2 separate regions of the Ovis aries genome follow, and region 1 is linked to region 2. A link is a contact called in public Hi-C data. All regions are on one chromosome and are shown on one strand. Each heading gives the region's core, a stretch centred on a gene start, on an enhancer-like site or on the middle of the called end of the contact. The rest is flanking DNA. Distances are from core to core; before and after follow the strand shown.

What was found. Hi-C and Micro-C count contacts between places; a contact is called where the count stands out from the background.
Region 1: a Hi-C map of hypothalamus shows a contact between it and region 2, with 5 times the contacts expected there. The contact joins the promoter of SLCO3A1 here to the enhancer-like site in region 2. A contact is called at or near these places in 4 of 16 Hi-C or Micro-C datasets (blood, hypothalamus, liver and 1 more).

The regions. Positions count from the first base shown.
Region 1 is chr18:14,630,105-14,637,266 of ARS-UI_Ramb_v3.0, reverse strand. It overlaps SLCO3A1 (solute carrier organic anion transporter family member 3A1), which reads left to right and starts at 3,509. Exons shown (of 11, transcript XM_060401578.1): 1 at 3,509-3,745. The coding sequence starts at 3,566.
Region 2 is chr18:14,363,386-14,370,376 of ARS-UI_Ramb_v3.0, reverse strand. The region is part of intron 2 of SLCO3A1 (solute carrier organic anion transporter family member 3A1); the gene reads left to right. Among named protein-coding and RNA genes, the nearest start is that of TRNAK-CUU, 120 kb to the right of the region's middle. Within about 2 kb of position 5,341, at least 12 of the 54 cell types and tissues checked have an H3K27ac peak or open chromatin away from gene starts, as enhancers often do. A contact at or near this core is called in hypothalamus, where this site is marked.

The DNA.
Region 1 (7,162 bases), core at 2,260-4,759, 270 kb before region 2:
TGTCCCTTTTGTGTGACACTGGGCTGGACACTCTACATCTCTGAGTTTCCATTTATAAAATAGCAACAATATGAGTCCCACCCTCCCCAAGAAACAGACCACTGGGTGATGAACAGACCACTGGGTGATAAACAAGATAATATATAAGGCGTTCCAAACTGGGGCTGTGAGAGCAGACACCTTGGTTTCAAATGCTGGTCCTGCCACTTATGGGATACTTGTGACATTGGTACATGTAGTTAATGTTTCTGGGCCTGTTATTTGTAAAACAGAGCTAGTAATAGTATCTAGTTTAGGGGATGGCCGAGTGGCTTCAACTGTAAATGGGGGTGAAGCACTTAGAAGAACCATGCTTGGCCAGAGTCAGCACACAACAGACATTAGCTCTTGTTATCGCAAAGTATGTAAATAAGACTTGAAGACTAGACTGCACTTTAAAAGCTAGTTCAATAGTGACAAGGTCTCTGTTCAGAAGCAAGTAAAGGGTCTTAGCTTTGTAGCTCACATTCTGGAAGGCAGGGAAGCGGGCGAGCTCATCAAGGGTCGTCTTGGGAAAAAGTGATGAGGTGCTGTCATGATGCCAGAGTGATGGAGCAGGCTGAGGGTGTGCGAGGAGTGACCCATGGAAAACTTGGCTCTGAGTGAGGGGAGGATGTGGCGAGAAAGGGAGGGTCCCAAGGAAGGTGATAGTTTCTTGGGGAATGGGATAGCTGATAATGACAGGGGTCAGGGGCAATGGAAAAAGACCTCTGTGGTGAGAACCAATTCAGAGAGGAGACCGCCCAGACAAGGGGAGGGGAGAATCCGAAAGGGACACCAAGCCTAGCTGAGATCATGTCTGGGCCCACAGCAGGAAGCATCAGTTTGTATTTAAAAGGTATTGCAAGACAACACCCCCCACCATTACACCATTCCTTCTCACTCAAGTTCTTTGGGAGTAAGTAGAAATTATAAAAGTGTTAATTATGATTCAGTTTCAGATTTAAGCCTGCTTTGGTACCCAGCAGCCTAGAAGAGTGGGTCTTTTTCTTAAACACAGTTATTCAGTTCAGTTCAGTTCAGTTGCTCAGTCGTGTATGACTCTCTGTGACCCCATGAACCGCAGCATGCCAGGCCTCCCTGTCCATCACCAACTCCCGGAGTTTACTCAAACTCATGTCCATCAAGTCAGTGATAATATCCAACCATCTCATCTTCTGTAGTCCCCTTCTCCTCCTGCCCTCACTCTTTCCCAGCATTAGGGTCTTTTCCAATGAGCCAGCTCTTCCCATCAGGTGTCCAAAGTATTGGAGTTTCAGCTTCAACATCAGTCCTTCCAATGAACACCCAGGGCTGATCTCCTTCAGAATGGACTGGTTGGATCTCCTTGCAGTCCAAGGGACTCTCAAGAGGCTTCTCCAACACCACAGTTCAAAAGCATCTGTTCTTCGACACTCAGCTTTCTTTATAGTCCAACTCTCACATCCATACATGACCACTGGAAAAACCATAGCCTTGACTAGATGGACCTTTGTTGACAGAGTAATGTTTCTGCTTTTGAATATGCTATCTAGGTTGGTCATAACTTTTCCTTCCAAGGAGTAAGTGTCTTTTAATTTCATGGCTTCAGTCACCATCTGCAGTGATTTTGGAGACCCCCCAAATTAAGTCTGTCACTGTTTCCATTGTTTCCCCTGTCTATTTGCCATGTAGTGATGGGACCAGATGCCATGATCTTAGTTTTCTGAATGTTGAGCTTTAAGCCAACTTTTTCACTCTCCTCTTTCACTTTCATCAAGAGGCTTTTAGTTCTTCACTTTCTGCCATAAGGGTGGTGTCATCTGCATATCTGAGGTTATTGATATTTCTCCCGGCAATCTTGATTCCAGCTTGTGCTTCTTCCAGCCCAGTGTTTCTCATGATGTACTCTGCATAGAAGTTAAATAAGCAGGGTGACAATATACAGCCTTGACGTACTCCTTTTCCTATTTGGAACCAGTCTGTTGTTCCATGTCCAGTTCTAACTGTTGCTTCCTGACCTGCATACAGGTTTCTCAAGAGGCAGGTCAGGTGGTCTGGTATTCCCATCTCTTTCAGAATTTTCCACAGTTATTAAGGAGAGGTTTTTCAAATGATTGGTTAAGCCCCCCCCCAGTGGACCAAGTGGAAGATGCTGAGTGCCTCCTGGTACTCATCAGTACCAGGAGTGTCCAGTCCTTTCCAGGCTTCACTGAGCTTCCAAAAGCCATCTGGGGACAAGCAGATCCTGTTGGTAGTGCCCTGTGGCCCAAACTCCTGGTAATGATTAAAAAGAGTGGCTGCGAGGGAGGGGGGTGGGGGCAGACATTCAGGCCAAGGCAAGGAAGGGGCCCGGCCACAAAGCTAGGGGAGGGGTGGGGACCGAGGCAGGCCTGTGGCTAATAGCTTCCCGCGGCCTTCAGCCGCGTGGCCACATCGTTCTTCAGGATGGGCTCCAGGCACGCAGGCGTGCTGCACAAGGCCCTCTGCTGGGGTCGCTGCGACCCTGCAGCCGCCTAGACCCCTTGGCTGGGGGCGATGGATGAACCGCGCGGCTCCGGATGGGTTAATGGAACTTCTCCCTTGCTGCGCTTCCTTTTCTCTCCTTTAGGTCTGGGACCTTTGAGCACACCCAGTGGCCTACGAGAGCAGGAGCAGAGGCCAGCAGGCTGCGGAAGCCTCAGCGGCTCTGACCTCCGGCGCGTCCCCACGGCCCAGAGCGCAACATCTGTCCCCAGAAACAGCCGGGCGGGCGGAGTTGGTAGGGGAAAGCGTCAACCCTTTCCTAGGTACGCGGTCTTCTCCCTCTTCCTAGAAACCTTTGCTCCCCTCCTAAGTGCCCCGAGGTTGGAGCTCTAGGTCCCCGCCCCGCGGGGGAGCCTCCGCACGCGACCTCGGCGCCCGGAGTTCCCCTTGCAGTACCGCCCAGTGTCCGCGGCGGCGCCCCGCGCTCCGCAGCGCCTTCTAGGGGCCGGGCACGGCCTTCGTGCCATCCGGAGCACCAGCTCCCTGACTCCGCAAGGGCTCCCCCTCTCCCGCGTGCTTCGGGCCACCCGGGCCCTCCCAAGCCTCGGCTGGGGGGCCGCGCTCTGCGCCCCCAGGCCGGTATCTTCACGCCTTCCCCCGGGGCGCACGGGTGGCGCGGAGCGGCGCGGCGGGCGCGCGCAGCGGCGATCGAGGCCGGGGCCTCGCGTTAGAAGAGGGGGAGACGAGGGCAGGCGCGGCCCGCGGGCCCCAGCCAGCGGGCGATGGCAGCGGCGGGCGTCCGCGGGCGGCGAGGCGGCGGCGGCGGCGGGCGGCGAGAGGAGCCCCTGTGATTGGCACAGCCCGAGCCGGAGGAGGAGGCGAAGGGAGGGCGGAGGAGGAGGAGAGGAGGAGGCAGGGGGCGAGCGCGGCGGCGGCTGCGAGGAGCTGTGCCTTCCACCTCTCCAGCCCCGGCAGGACGGGGGCGGCCGCCGTGGGCCCGGGGCGGGGACAGCACGCAGCCTCGCCGCGCGCACCCCCGCCCGGCAGCGGCCCCGACACCCAGCGCAAGCGGGAAAGCGGCGGCGGCGGCGGCGGGGGAAGGATGCAGGCGAAGAAGCCGGGCGGCTCGTCGGGCGGCGGCCGGAGCGGCGAGCTGCAGGGGGACGAAGCGCAGAGGAACAAGAAGAAGAAAAAGAAGGTGTCCTGCTTCTCCAACATCAAGATCTTCCTGGTGTCCGAGTGTGCCCTGATGCTGGCGCAGGGCACGGTGGGCGCCTACCTGGTGAGTCTCCCGTGCCAAGTCCGCCACGGGCCCCTTCCCCAGCTCGGCTCCCAGGTGCCCGGCTGGCAGGAGGAGGGGGCAGCCCGGGCGCCGGGGGGCAGGCGGGCATGACCTCCGCCCGGCGACGAGGTTGGCGAGTGGTGCAGAGGCGGCCGCCGGGGGAGCTGCCGGCCCGGGCTGCTGGGCGAGCGGGGAGCCGGCGGGACCGTGGATGCCGGCAGGAGCTGGGGGGACCCGGGGAAGAGAGGCAGCGGGCAGGTGGGCGTGAAACCATCCCTCTCCCCTACTCCCTCTAAAAACAGCCAGAGGGTGAGTTCTGGAGCACCCCTGGAGGGGAAGGCATCGCGGCTTTCAGGTGACCTGCACATGGAAAGAAAAGCCCGTTAGCATCTCGCGTCCTCTACTCCCCATCCTAGCCGCCTGGAGAACAAATCCATTATGCATCATTTCTCCCGGTGCTTTCTCCATCCGCCAATTACGGAGGGATTTAACAGTTTAGAGGAAAAGGCGCCCAAGTGTGGGGCGCTGGTCCGAGCTGGGGCTGCAGGGGGAATGCTCCCACTTCGTATCCCATTAGCCATCTCTCAGCGTCTGGGATAAAGTTACAGGACCTGGAGAGCAGCTGTGAGTTTGTGTAGTTCTGCCGCCCACTCGTAGACCTGAATTCCCCACCGTGGTCTCTCTCCTGTATAAGGAGGTGTTGCGCCATGGTGCGCATTGTACACGGATTCCATCTGCCTTCTGAAAGGGGGTATTCATGTTCAAATAGCCAGGGGTGCATAACATATCAGAGGAGACAGCTTGTAATGACTCAGCACTGGCAAATACCTGCTTTACCCGCTGTCTCCTGCCCCGCGCAGGTGGTCCCAACTTGGGTTTCAGAGAATGCACTTCCAGAACTGAGTATTGTCTTGACTAAACGGGATTTTTCAGAGTGTAGAGTGTTAAGGCATTTCTTGACTATTGACCTGAAACTGAAATCAAATGTCATAGACTTTGAGTGTTAGTGAGCAAGTTTGATGGAGACAGAACTGGACAAGGTTTTGGCTGTTGAAGCGCCACATCCCCAGATAGAGCCATGCTTTGCACGATGGTCCCATTAATCCCTGGCCTTTGGGGTGCAGTTAATGAGGGCCAGTCGCTGGTTGCCCTGTACCATTCCTCAACAGTCTCCTAAGACTTGGGGCTTGCTGTCAGAGGGAAGTACAAGCAGGCTAGCTCTCTGGTGTGGGGTAAAGTCAGTGATGTGGGTACGAGAGGGCTGTTCAAACTCAGCTCCGTTCCTGGGGTGGCAGACTTAGCAGGGCTTCTGAAAGTCAAATGCATTTTCTATGCTCTGTGTCAGATGAGAGGCGTTTAGATCCCAGTTCCTGCCTGCATCCGTCACATGTATGCTGCTGGTAAGCCCTGTAGCCAAAAGCACATTTTCTTTTCCGTTTAGATTTTTGTTTTACAAAATGCACTTGTAGTTTGAACGCATAGTTGCAGACAGTACCTGAGGCCTTTGCAGTTTTGGAATTAGGGAGGGACTCTGTCTTGGGGTGTGGGGGGAGCGTGTCAGTATATCAGAGTGTCCTTGGAGGAGTTTAACTGTTAAAATATTAAAAGAGACGTATATCACTAAGACGCAAAGGCACAGTAATAAAAATACCTGTAGTTCTGTATATGCAAAGTATGTGATACCTAAACCGGGGCTGTGTATATCAGCAGCTGCCTCCAGTTTTTAACAGTTTGCCTCAAACCAGTTTTGCTCAATAGAGTGGGTTATTCATGTTCCGTATAATAGTGTCTAATGTTGGCAAAAGCTGAATTTTTTGAAGTATACAGAGTGTTATGGGTTTGGGAATTTGTGGACACAGATCTGGAAGCTCACCATTTATAAATTATTTTACATCTAGGGAAAAAAAAAATACCAAAAGAACTTTTCACACAACAAATGATAAAGGCATGGGCCTAGTTTTAGCTTGCAATGGTTTAAAGCTTTTGGAAAGAAATGAAGCTGGGCTTCGATCAAATGAGTGGCCTAAGCCCCTTTACGAAGTTAGAAAGCAGAGGACTGGTGGATACTAGTGGCAGGGCTGGCGCTGGGAGACAGGAAGTTGACTGTGATCCCAGAATTGGTAAGGAATTGAGTCCACCTGCTGGGGGCCTCTCGGCATTTCCAGCCTGGGCTGAGGGAAAGCCTGGTTCGAGGCGTATGCTAACTGGAGTCAACAGGTGACTGGCAGAAAGCAGATGGAGGCCCAGGAAAGGAGTGGCTTAGGAAATTGGGTTCATTATGATTACTAAGAGTGGAGGCATCCCTTGCTTGGGACTCCACCTTGCTTGGCTGATCGTGGCTGTCCATTGCCACATGAACCTCATGAAGATTAATAGTTTGCTTGCCATGAATTGGATTGCGATGGCTTTTGCTCTTTCTGGCTGCTCCTAATTTTCTTCTTCATCTGCTATTTGGAAGGTAGAATTAAAAGCTTGTGGTACCCGCAGTGATGTGAGACTTCTTCATGGCTAATTTGAGAAGGAAACATTATAGAAGGTTTGCTAGAAAGGCTTTCTTAGGAAACCTGAGAACCTATGTTTGTAGGCAGTCACACCCATGGGGTCCACGTGCAATAGGTGATCGTGCACACAGGGTCCACGTGCAAGGTGTATGTTCTCTGGGATCTTTACACTGTCAATCAGCCTGTCCCTCTGAGGAAACATTTTCAGATACCGGTGAAGGGCACACCTGGGGGCCCTGCTTACTTTTGGGAAGAGAAGGGTAATGGCAGATTCTCTGCCTATGATATTATTTCCTATTTGATTTCCAAGTCCGTGTCATTTACTATGACATTTACTACCATATTATTTCATCTTCCCAGGTGCCTTTTTTTTTTTTAATATTTGGAGGCTTCATTTCACTTCTCCCTTTTCTTTCTGAAAAGACAGATGACCTAGTGTCTTTGCTGAAGCTGTAGAAATGAAGCAGGAAGTCACCTGTGATTTGAGAAGCACCTTTGAAAAGCTGGACTCTGTGTGTGTGTATCTGTGTCTGTTTTCCCTTAATAACCTGTACATGCTCAAGGTAGACCCACGTGGGAGAAAACCGCCCATTGTTAAGCGAGGCAGGGGACAGGCAACTTTTGGCCCCGGGGATCGGGTCTCCTGGGGCAGTGCAGAAGGGCTGAGACCCTGATGCCTAGACTCGATGGTGATCATGATGTAGATAAAGTGACTCCGGTGCAACCCAGGCCAGCTGTGGATTCTGAAATCTCTTACCCTTGCCAGCGTTTAACTGGAAATTGTGCTGCACATAAGCCAGCAGTCACAGGGATGGTCTCTGGTAGTCAACTAAACCACCTGACTGGCTAGGAAATTTTCACACTGAGTAGGACACGACTGACATGACATAGCAGCAAGAAGAGGGGACCCATTCCA
Region 2 (6,991 bases), core at 4,092-6,591:
TGCTGCTGGGCTTGGGCTTTCTCTAGTCGCGTTGAGCGGGAGCTACTCTTTGTTACAGTGTGTGCACTTCTGTTGTGCAACACGGGCTCTAGGGTCGCAGGCTGCAGTAGTGGTGGCTCATGGGCCCTGGAGCACGCTGGCCTTCTCTAGCTGCAGCTCCTGGGCTCAGCAGTTGCCACATACAGGCTCTAGGGAGTGGACTCAGCAGTAGCTTAGTTGCCCTGCAGCATATGGGATCCTCCCAGACCAGGGATCGAACTCGTGGGAAGTCTGAGAGATCTCTCTTCTGGGGCACCTTTCAGAGCCGCAGTGCAATCCAATCCCCTGGCAGCAGGACTCAGTTCTGATGGCGGGATTTCTGCCCAGCTCCTGTCTCCGCCTTGTGCCTATGAATACCCACTGGGCTTCTGAGCGTTTGCTCAAGTGGAGGCCCTCCTACTCATATTCCGTGGGCCCGAATCCACTGATAACCTCATGGGCAGCACCCCGAGGCCTCCACCAGCCCATCCTGGCCCGCCTCTGACCCTGTGCTCACCCTGGGTCCGCACTCGCCAGCCTTCTTGGGAACCAAGCTTACTGCTGATGCGTGTACCTCTCCCACCTGTCAGTGGACACTCAGTGGGGGACTCGCCAGGTCCCCGCCTGCCTCAATGACCCCAGCCTGCTCTCAGAGGCCAGTCCACCCAGCACTGTGTGGACTTGTACAGCCTGGCACCCCGACCCTGCCCATGGCGCTGGCCATCCCAGATTTGGACTTTGCGTTGTAAAGTCGGGGACTCTGACTTCGTCGTCTCAAGCAAGGGAAAAGTGTGATTCAACAAGCTTTAGGAAGATGAATCGAGTCAAGCACGGACTGTGTGGGCTGGGGAATTCAAGGCACTGTGATTGCGGGGTGTAACCAGTCATGCAAAGGCCTCCCTCCCCCTGCCCTGGTATTTTGGACCCAATTGTGTTCTTGATGACACACCATGAGGACCTTCGCTGATGGCCGCAGGGCTGATGGCCGTGTCATTTGCCCCAGCGTGTCTTCCTACAGACAGGGAAGGTACCCTCCCAGGAGCAGGTGGGGAACTGTCCTGCCTTGCACGGCACAGGCGCCTCCCCTCTCCTCCAATCCGTCCAGGGTTTGAGCAGGTGTCTGACTCCCTCTGGTGATGGGAAGATGCTTGAGCACCCCCCATTTCCCCCGATGGTGGAAAGCACGCTTGCTGAGGACTGGTAAACTGAGGGTCCCCAGAGAGCCCCCAGGCTGAGTAAATGTGCATCTCGTATATACGTGTGACACATATAATCAGTACGTATATTGAGTGTGTGACACACACACTCAGCCCGGGGGGCCCTCTGGGGTCCAGGCTCTCCCTCTGGCCCCCCAGGCACACACCAATTCCTTTAGAATAACTAGAAGGATTTTAATGACCTGTGACCCTACCACCCTTTCCTCCTGCCCAGTGGTGGGTGGGAGGAAGTGCAGGATTTGGGGACCCACAGAACCCCAGCTCCTCTCTGCTTGTGTGGGCTCAGGCTGGTGACCCAGCTTCTCTGGGCCTTGGTTTCTTCCTTTGCAAACTGGAGGTGACAAGAAGCAGGTCTCAGAGTTATCACAAGGGTTCGATCATTTACCAGGCCTAGAGCATCCAACACCCAAGAGGTGCTTAATGAAGAATTACCTCATTATTGTAACCAGCAGCGATGTCTGTGTGGCTGCATAAAAATGGAGTGAGCTTCCCATTCCTGAGCAGTGAAGACCAATGAGGACCCCTCCTGTGGACAGCGAAGCACTTTGGTGAATGAGACGGGAAATGCTTAGTGAGGTCTGAGAGCTGACCTGCGGGAGCTTCCTACCCTCCCCGCTCCACAGGGCCTGGGCCCAACCTCCAACTGTGGGCCCTGCTGCCTCCCTGGGGCCTGGGCCCGTCCCTGTGATCCTCCAAGCCTCAGTGATCTCACCGCAGTGTCCTCTCCCTCCGGGAGCCACTCCAAGGCCGCTGTGAAGGTTCACTGAGGTTCCAGAGTCCTTTGAAGATACAGGCTGTGCCCGTTGGGTTACAAGATAGGAGCTCTCCATCAAGTCTCTTCTCGTCGAGAAGCAGCTGGCGGAGGCCAGGGGCGGCTGCTCGGGGTCAAGTCCAGCGAGTCCACCGGGTGGTGACCCACTTCTCATGCTGGGGTCCAAGATGCAGCCCCCCGAGGGAGGGAGGCCGACCTACATCTCATGCGTGTGTGCTCAGCTGCTAACTCGTGTGTCTGACTCTTGCGACTCCATGGACCATCGCCCGCCAGGCTCCTCTGTCCATGGAAATCTCTAAGAATACTGGAGTGCGTTGCCATGCCCTCCTCCAGGGGAGCTTTCTGACCCAGGGACTGCACCCACGTCTCTTAAGTCCCCTGCATTGACAGGCAGTTTCTTTACCACTAGCGCCACCTGGGAAGCCCCACATGCGTGCTCAACCAGAGACCCCTTGCCTTCAGTGGCGTCTAATTCATCCTATCCTCATCCCTCCCCCTCGGCCCTCTCTGAATTACCACTGGCCTCCCTGATCCTTCTCCCTCTGCAGCGGGATGTCTGGGCTCCAGGCTCAGCCTCCTGACACACAGCTCTAGAGGACACACCTGAGCCCAGGAGCTGCCCACGTTCCCACCACCCGACCTCGGGGAGGCTGTGTCCACCTCTCATCCTGGCCTCACCCCGTCTCCGCCTGTGCCCACGCTCTCTCCCAAACCACCCTCTCCCCTCCTTCCCCCGTTTTCTTAAAGCCTTTGTCTTTGTTCTTTTCTTAAAATTATTTATTTATTTGGCTGCTTTGGGTCTTAGCTGCAGCGGGTGGGATGTTCCATTGTGGTACGTGGGGTCTCTGGTTGTGGGGTGCAGGGCCCCTGGTTGTGGGGTGCAGGGTCTCTAGTTGTGGGGCACAGGCTCAGTTGCTCCGAGGCGTGTGGGATCTTAGTTCCCCCACCAGGGATCAAACCCACACCTCCTGCACTGCAAGGTGGGTTCTTAACCACTGGACCACCAGGGAAGTCCCCGCTCTGTCTCTCTGGTTATTTCTGCTTCCCACTTGCTGTCCGTGAATCATCGGCAAGTCACTTTGTCTCTCCGTACCTCTGTCTCCTGGTGTGACAATATCCGGGAGTGTCCCTGCTGGTAAGGCCATGGTGAGGATTAAACGCCTGGGAAGGCAGGTGCCCGGCCCTCAGCTGGCCATGTGTCTGTGCCATCCCCACCCCATCATTGTCACTTGTCATAACTTGACTTTGATGCTCAGCAACGCTTATCTGATTTTCTGCGGTTCTATCACACGGAAGCTCACGCCCTGCATAAGAACCGCTGGTCTTGGGTGCAACACTCAGCAAACACCCTGGGTCAGCCAGAAAGTTCATTCGGGTTTTTCTGAATGATAATACAGAAAAACAGAAATGAACTTTTTGGCCAACCCCATACTTCCATGGACACAGGGCGGGTTTCAGACATGATAAATAAGACGAGGGTCCCACACAGGCAGGAGGAGAGAGCCCCCTGCGGGCTTTACCTGTGCTTCCAGCCCTACTGACGGGCTTCCCTGGTGGCTCAGGGAAGAGCTCTGAGTAAAGAATTCCTGGTAAAGAATCCGCCTGCAATAACGGAGACCCAGGTTCAGGGGGTGACACCCACTGAGGGCTGCTTGTCAATTCCCTCCAAGCCTGGGCATCCTTGGATGGTTTTGTTCATGTTTAGGGCTGCACTTCTGCGTCTGGATGGCACTCTGCGTTTCCTAGGACCTTCTCACGAACTGTCACGTGGGACCCTCACACCCGTCTCGGGAGGTGTGTTGCTTACTAGGACTGCTTTAACAGACCGGCTGACTTACATGATAGGCACCGTGCAGTATCTCTGCACAGAGGAACAGGCTCTCCCACCGTTCTGGAGGATGGAAGCCCAAGATCACGGTGTCCTCCAGGTTGGTTTCTCCCAAGGCCTCTCTCCTCGGCTTGCAGACAGGGCCTTCCCCCAAGGTATCGTGTGCATTTTCTCCACGTGTGCCCCCTGTTATCTCTTCCTCTTCTTCTAAGGATACCAGTCGTGGTGAATCAGGATCCATCCTACATAGAGTGAAAGTGTTAGTCGCTGAGTCGTGTCCAACTCTTTGCAATCGCGTGGACTACAGCCTGCCAGGCTCCTCTGTCCGTGGGATTCTCCAGGAAGGAATACTGGAGTGGGTTGCCTTGTCCTTCTCCGGGGGCGGTGGGGGGGGGGGGTCTTCCTGACCCAGGGGGTTAAACCTGGTGTTCTGCATTGGCAGGCAGATTCTTTACCACTGAGCCACCTTGGAAGCCCCATTTTAGCTTGACCACCTCCTTAAAGGCCCTGTCTGCAAATACAGTGCCATTCTGAAGGACCTGGGGGTTGGGACATCAAAAAATGAATTGAAGGATGGGGGCAGGAGCACAATTCAGCCCATAGTAGGAGGTAGGCAAGGCAGGTTGCTGCCCGTTTTACAGCTGGAGATGCCAAGGCTGAGAGAGTGTGAGTGCCTCGAGCCCCTGCCTCCTGCTGCTGCCAGGAAGCCCAGGCTGAGGCTGGGAGGGCAGACACTGGACTCCAGCCTCCTCCACGCTCCACTGCCCCTGCTGGCCTCCAGCAGCAGGGACGACAGGAAGCTGTGAACCCAGCCACCCTGTGAGCTCAGACCATCTCTAGACAGACCTTCTGGGAAGACCCTAGTCAGCTCGCAAACAGGATGTGGGCCTTTCAGGAAGGCGCTCCCTGCTGTTGATTTGAGTGGGTTTCCTGCCCGTGTGGCTTGTGGCTTCCTAGCTGTCACCCTGCTCATCACGTCTTCTCATCTCACCAGCCAGTGTGGTCTCAGCCCTCGGAGCCCCGGGGGTTTTCCAGGGGTTTTCGTGGAACGTGGGGGAGGACGGGGGTGCCCTCCCTTCTCCTGAAGAGAGTTGGCCAGCTCCAGCAGTGCCTCTTGGTACCTGCCGTGTACAGAGAAGGCTATGGGAAGGTTTGATGGTTGCTCCGTTGATGATACAGGCTTCCCAGGTGGCTCACATGGTAAAGAATCTGCCTGACAATGCAGGAGATGTAAGAGACGCAGGTTCGATCCCTGGGTCGGGAAGATCCCCTGGAAAAGGGCATGGCAACCCACTCCAGTGTTCTCTCCAGGAGAATCCCATGGACAGAGGAGCCTGGAGGGTTACAGTCGTGATGTCACAGAGTCAGGCAGGACTGAGCATGTCCATCTCTGATATGTCAGCCCCCAGGGGCACTGACTGGGGGACCCCTGTGCTGTAGTCGGGTGCACAGTTGTGGTGACATGCAGGACCGCTCAGGCTGGCTGCACAAGAGGGACTTGGGTTCCGCCTCCAAGCTCCAGGCCACGCTCGGCTCCCAGCCGCCCCTCCATCTCACAGGCCTTACATCAGATGGTGTTGACATCCTTCCCTTCTGCCACGTGTCCACATGTGTTTTGGGGTCCCAGCTGGTTCCTTGCACAAGGTCATCAGAAGCAGAGCCCAAAGCTTCTCAACTTGGCTGCACAAAGAATCACTTGGAGAGCTTGGAAAAAAGCCCACTGTCTAGGCTGCACCCCAGACCAGCTCCATCAGATCTTGCAGGGAGTGGGCAGGACTGAGGCATTAGTTTTTTTTTTTTTTTTTTTTTTTTTAAGTTTCCCAGGTGACTCCAATACATGCCTGACTTTGAGACCCAGGGACCTAGCCGGCCTTGGAGGCAACAGGTATGATCCTGTGGGTGGGGAGGGGCATGTAAGTTCTGGCATGTGCCATGAAGCCTTAGCAGCTTGGTGTCTGGTTTATAAACTTTGCCATGAGGATAATTCTATGACACAAATTGCATTTGGCGTCTCGCCCCTAATCTATGTTTAGGGGATGGTCACCCCCCTCCCCGCCCCCCCACCTCCCCCTCAGAAATAAGCAAGGTTGGTTACGTCACGCTGTCAGGCTGCTGGCAGCAGCCCCGGATAAATAGGTATCGAATGTTTTGCAGGCTTCCTGTTCATGCATTCATGTTTTATTCATGCACGTATGAAGCCGAATGTTCCCCTCTTAGGGGGGAAATTGCAGCCTGCAGGTTTCAAGACGGAAGAATACATTAGTATAAACTGGGGGCACGGAGGCAAGTGAGAGACAGAGGAGCCGTGCTCTGATGAGGGTTTGGTGGGCAGGTGGGCGCAGAGGGCAAGGATGAGCTAGTCAGTGTACGCAGTCAGGACTCTTTCTTCTGGGCTGGTGCTGCCCTCTTGTGGGCAAGAGTCACAGTCCACCCCAGCCGTTCTGTGAGGCAGATACTCTTTTTTTTTTTTTTTTCCTAACTTTTTATTTTGTATTGGAGTATAGCTGGCTCATACCTACAAAGAATCTGCCTGCAATGCAGGAGACCGGGGTTCAATCCCTGGGTCTGGAAAATCCCCTGGAGAAGGGCATGGAAACCTACTCCAGTATTCTTGCCTGGAGAATCGCCACGGACAAAGGAGCCTGGCAGGCTGCAGTCCATGGGGTCACAAAGAGTCAAAGCGACTGACATACAGGCGATGAACAAGGCTGTGACAGTTTCAGGTGAATAGTGAAGGGAGGCAGCAACACATACACGTGTGTCCATTCTCTGCCCAGGGCCCCTCCCATCCATGTTGCCACATAACGTTGAGTAGAGTTTCTTGTGCCAGAACGTCGTTGTTGGTTATCCATTTTAGATATAGACAGATATTCTTAACCTAGACTCAGCACTGGCAAATGAGTCATTTGGAAATCAAGAAGTGTGATCAGGGTCCCAGCCTAGGGCTGGCTGATTCCAGAGACTTCACTGCTGTACCATGATGTCCTGTCTGTCCTTTCTCTAAGAACCTAAGTGGTCCTGGAGGCCCGTGTTCAAATCCACCTCCAGCAAGTACTAGCTTTGTGGCCTTGGGGCAGTCTATTAACCTTTCTGAGCTTCTGTTTTCTCATCTGCAAAAAGAGTTTCACAATATGTCCCTTACCAAATGGCCATGAG